Linked DNA regions of Mus musculus: region 2 is linked to region 1. The links are chromatin contacts, called in public HiCAR-type maps. All regions are on one chromosome and are shown on one strand. Each heading gives the region's core, a stretch centred on a gene start, on an enhancer-like site or on the middle of the called end of the contact. The rest is flanking DNA. Distances are from core to core; before and after follow the strand shown.

Evidence for each region. HiCAR-type assays count read pairs that join an accessible place to other places.
Region 2: a HiCAR-type map of fibro-adipogenic progenitors shows a contact between it and region 1, with 7 times the contacts expected there. The contact joins the enhancer-like site here to the promoter of Hoxa10 in region 1. A contact is called at or near these places in 13 of 39 promoter capture datasets (the C10 cell line, the HPC-7 cell line, HPC-7-derived erythroid cells and 9 more), 2 of 484 Hi-C or Micro-C datasets (the P5424 cell line and bone marrow-derived macrophages), 13 of 115 datasets of contacts at active chromatin or transcription factors (DN3 thymocytes, acute myeloid leukemia, double positive thymocytes and 10 more) and 4 of 9 other capture datasets (adipose tissue, liver, macrophages and 1 more).

What each region holds. Positions count from the first base shown.
Region 1 is chr6:52,233,677-52,236,199 of GRCm38.p6, reverse strand. Hoxa10 (homeobox A10) reads left to right here and starts at 1,261. Exons shown (of 2, transcript NM_008263.3): 1 at 1,261-2,241. The coding sequence starts at 1,266.
Region 2 is chr6:52,912,610-52,915,132 of GRCm38.p6, reverse strand. All of the region lies in intron 1 of Jazf1 (JAZF zinc finger 1), which reads left to right. Among named protein-coding and RNA genes, the nearest start is that of Gm52903, 47 kb to the right of the region's middle. Within about 2 kb of position 1,257, at least 14 of the 459 cell types and tissues checked have an H3K27ac peak or open chromatin away from gene starts, as enhancers often do. A contact at or near this core is called in adipose tissue and fibro-adipogenic progenitors, where this site is marked.

The DNA of each region.
Region 1 (2,523 bases), core at 12-2,511:
TGGGGGCTAGCATGCCGTAGGCTGACCATTTTCAATTGCCCAAAGGTAGCACCCTGGGCTCTAGAGTCTCTTATAATAGGGCCCAAACCCAGCTCAGCCTCCTAGGGAATGGACTTCCTCATCACCACCTTGTTAAAATGTGCACAGTATACGACAAAAATGGCTGGGAAAAGGACTGCCCTCGCCATGTCTTTGGGGGTAGAGTGGGGTACAGACAGGTTTGGTCAGAACCTCCTGGAGCCAAGGAATGTTTAGGCTCAAAGGAGAGCGAGAGAGAAAGCAGTGTGGCGGAGGTATTTGCTAGACACATTCTCCCAAGGTTTTCCTTCCAGTTCTGCCAGCACAGAAAGGCCAGAGACCCAAAGCCAGCATTCTAGTCCTCTAAAGGTAGAGGATGGGGAGTATGCGTTTGCCTCTGAACTGTGGTTTGGGAGGTCGGGAGTGGTGGTGGTGGTGGTGGTGGGCTCTTGCCAGTCTATTGATTTTTCACCTCACTAAGGCAGCTGTGCAAGGTTGGATGACAGGAGTAGAGAGCATGAACCGATTGATCACAGTGAAGGAGAAAAACCTTCACTGACCAGAGGATGGTGTAAGACAGTGAGGACAGAGGATCCAGGCATTGATCATCGGCCGATGGATTTCGGACAATATTCATTCTTTGTGAGATGTTTGAGGCCGTACTGGTTTACTGTAGGTTCTGGACCGTCCAAAGATCTTGACAGCCTTAGTATGACTTTTTTACCAGCCACTTTGGGAAGCCAAACTTAAGAATTGAGGCCAGCTCCAGGCCCAGAAATGTATAGGATAGCTAGCCTGCTACAGGGCCCGTTTAAATGATCAAGGCGACGGGGACTCATGGCCACTCCATAGCAGACATGGGAGCACCCAAGGTTGGCTGGGGTGCACATCATAAACACTCCACTTGTTAACAGCGCAGAGCCCAAGGGTGCTTCCAAATAGTCCCTTGCATGGGGGGGGGGGGGGTACAGGTTCAAGAGCCAGGTCCCCCAACCTCCACTTTGAGGCAGCCCCCACAGTTCCGGCCTTTGAGCCATAGGTGTCAGGCGTGCGTCTTCTGGCCCATCAATACAGATTACATATTTATATCAATCGCGGGCTCCGAGGGCGCCCTCAGAGAGCGGCCCCGCGCCTACGAAACCAAACTGGGAGTGGTCGCGTGGAAACTCTGGCTCGGGATTGGCTGCAAGCGCCCGCCGCGGTGCGGGGGGGATTGCTAATCGTATTCAGCATGTTTTGCACAAGAAATGTCAGCCAGAAAGGGCTATCTGCTCCCTTCGCCAAATTATCCCACAACAATGTCATGCTCGGAGAGCCCTGCCGCGAACTCCTTTTTGGTCGACTCGCTCATCAGCTCAGGCAGAGGCGAGGCTGGTGTTGGTGGCGGTAGCGCGGGGGGCGGTGGAGGTGGCTACTACGCCCACGGTGGGGTCTACCTGCCGCCTGCCAGCGACCTGCCCTACGGGCTGCAAAGCTGCGGGCTCTTCCCCGCGCTGGGCAGCAAGCGTAATGAAGCGCCGTCGCCCGGAGGCGGTGGCGGTGGTGGCAGCGGGGGCCTGGGTCCTGGGACGCATGGCTACGCGCCCGCGCCCCTAGACCTGTGGCTGGACGCGCCCCGCTCCTGCCGGATGGAGCCGCCCGACGGGCCGCCGCCACCGCAGCCACAACCCCAGCAGCAGCAGCAGCAGCCGCCGCCGCCCCCGCCGCAGCCACCTCAACCCCAGCCACAGGCCACTTCGTGTTCTTTTGCGCAGAACATCAAAGAAGAGAGCTCCTACTGCCTCTACGATGCTGCGGACAAATGCCCCAAGGGCTCGGCCGCCGCTGATCTGGCCCCTTTCCCGCGGGGCCCGCCGCCCGACGGCTGCGCCCTGGGCGCCTCCAGCGGAGTGCCAGTACCCGGCTACTTCCGCCTGTCGCAGGCCTACGGCACGGCCAAGGGCTTCGGCAGTGGCGGCGGCGGCACGCAGCAGCTCGCTAGTCCCTTTCCTGCGCAGCCCCCGGGGCGCGGTTTCGACCCGCCGCCCGCACTGGCCTCTGGCTCGACCGAGGCAGCCGGGAAGGAGCGAGTCCTAGACTCCACGCCACCACCCACTCTGGTTTGCACCGGTGGCGGCGGCTCGCAGGGCGACGAGGAGGCACACGCGTCATCCTCGGCGGCTGAGGAGCTGTCTCCAGCCCCTTCAGAAAACAGTAAAGCTTCGCCGGAGAAGGACTCCCTGGGTAAGCAGAGCTCAACCGAGGGCTCAAGTCAGACGGGCAGACAGACAGACAGACAGACCCACAAGGAAGGAGCAGAGGACCAGAAGCCCGCGCGGCAGCCGTAGGCCTTGGCCCAAACTGACGGCAGGCTGACCTTCTGAACTTGTTTTTAATATTTGGGCGTGGGGATGCTGTAAAAATCCACGTCCGGCTTAGGGCCCCACACCAAGACGTCCTCAGCTCTGGCCCCTGCTCACCCAGACTTGGGGGATGAGAACACCAGCGAGCAGCCCTCCTCCCGTG
Region 2 (2,523 bases), core at 8-2,507, 680 kb before region 1:
CAGCTGAGTCATCACTATTCCCAAATGAAAGCTTGTAGGTTTCCCCACTGATTTAAGGCCATCCAGTCTTCAGCAAAGGATGAACGTAGACAGATGGCTAATGGCTTGGCTGTAAATCTGGGGTAGATTTTCACCTTGCAGTTCATGCTTTCTATGGATGTCATTCAGATGTCACTGATGTGTGAAGGGGCAGTATTCCCTATGCTGTAACCCACCATTGGAAGAGAATTTGTTGGGACGCAAGCCTCAAGGAGCAAATATCCTCACAGGAAAATGTGGAGCCTTCAGTGCGTGTCAGGGAGATGTGGGGCCTGGGTCATTGGAGGTGGATGGACCAAGTCCGTCTTCTTCCTGCGTCATGTGTCAGGAACATGGTGGCTGCTTCTCAAAGGATCCATAGCAACAGATTGCTGAGGTATATTTCAGGTCTTTTAGGAGCATAGCATTTTTTCTCCATACAAATCCTTTACTTCTTTGAGAAAACGATTTTTGAAGTGTGTATGAGTGTACATCTGTGTGTGTGTGTGTGTACCTGTGTGCATCTATGTATATGTGTGTGTGTGCACACATACAAGATTGATTGTGTGTGTGTGTATTTTATAGCTTCAAAGCCTAAAATATTTTCAATTACAAACTCTTCTAAAAAAATCTTAAGCATACAGAAAACAGTGCAGCTGTGTCTGCCTTTTATTGTCTGAGTATCATCTGTTCCCTCGTTTTTAAACAACCTTTTTGTTTTAAGTTTACAGAAAAAATACAGAATTATTTAGTATTCCCAAACCCAGTTTTTTCACATTACTGACATCTTGGTTAGATTAGGATAGTGATACATTGTTAACTAGAATAGAGCTCATGATTTGTTTGGATTTGCTTAGTTTTGACCTGATGTCCTTTTTTGACAACTTGTAACAGTTAGCCAGTTTCCCCATAGCTTTTGTGACTATGTCTGTTCAGTTCCTTAATTTTCAAAATGAAAGAAAAATAAAACAAACAAACAAACAAACAAACAAAAACCCATTCCCTTTCCCACATGGTTCCTGGAATAGCCCAAAAGAATCTATGCCAAAGTTCTCTGAGGACTTGGAGGCTATGTCAGTCACTCTCTAAGCTCTAAAAGTGTGTCTTAGAAAGCTATAGATTACAGAGCCCCCCCCCCCTTCTCCCCACCCCTTTCGGTCATGCTTATAAGAGGTCTGGAGTAAGAGTGCCTGAGGATCCATCAAGCCCCGTGTATGTGGCTCTATGTGTGCTGGTAGGTGTGTGGCTGTCCTGTGGACGACCTCACATCTTCATGCTATTGCCTTCCTAGGAACAGAGAGCCTTTTCAGAGGCAACAATTTCCTGTTTATTTCTACTCCAGAAACTCCTCAAAGATCAACATCAGACAACCCAGAAGTATTGAGTTTTCTGACACTTACAGTTTCACACTGCTAGCTGGAGGTCATGGCACAGATAGATCCCCAGGGGTAGGGAGAGAAACCCTGCCCAAGTCACCCTCATGATTCCCTGTGAATCACTGGCCATGGCTTCTGCGCTTGAAATTACTGGAGCCAGAAGCCAGTGTCCTCTTGAGAAAAACTGATGCTCTTGGCCTTTTCTTTATTCCTTTCCCCTGTTTCTTAGCTGACAGTGGTTGAAGAGTATGTGGATTTAAAACTTAAGTATAGCATCTATTTGGGTGGCTGTTAGCTTGGATTTTAAACCACTATTTTTACAGCTGTAAGATCTACTGCTTGAGTTGATTTAACAAGCAGCCATGGGTTGGTTTCCAGCCCAGGTCTACCACTAGTTGCTTTCAGAAAAGTTGATCTTGGGCCCATTGCTAGGAAAGTTTGCTGTGATTTTTATTAAAATATTAGAGGCAGTTTGTTGTTCTTGCTGGCCACACCCTGTGTCTCTAAACTAAGGAACATATGATCAGTGATTCAGATATGAGTGCTGAAACTAAGGATTGCTCCCTGGCTTGGAGTCTCCCGGGACAAGTTTCCTCAGTCCTTGTCTCACTGTGACCCACAGTGTGATAGGATTAAGGACCAGTGTCATCATTCCCTCCTTAATGTTCCTGATAGTATCGCTACCGTTGGCTACTGCACCAGAGAAGCCTGTAGCCTGCAGTTACCCATGACACTGTTACCTAATCCAAGGTTACCAGACTGCTGTGGTCATTTAAGTGCAGTGCTTCGAGGAGCTGCCCCTAGTATCATCAGCAGGATCAGAGTCACTGGAATCTTTGATGCACATCAGAAACCCTAGGTGCCCCTCCCCCTGCAGCTGGACCAGGCCCTACAGGCAGCTTGAGAGGCTCTTTAATATTCTAGTACACGACCCATCCTGAATGGCCTTCTGTTTCTGTAAAAGGTCAATGCTGGGTGCTGGTCCAGAAGAGAGCATCCATAGGGCTTACCCTGTCCAGCACTACAGTGGCTTTCAGGCCTAGACGAACTGTGTGCAGGTGCTTCACATAGTGGGTCTTTCATCCCAGTTCAGTTAGAGTAGCTGGGACTGTGCTGAAGTGTGAGCATG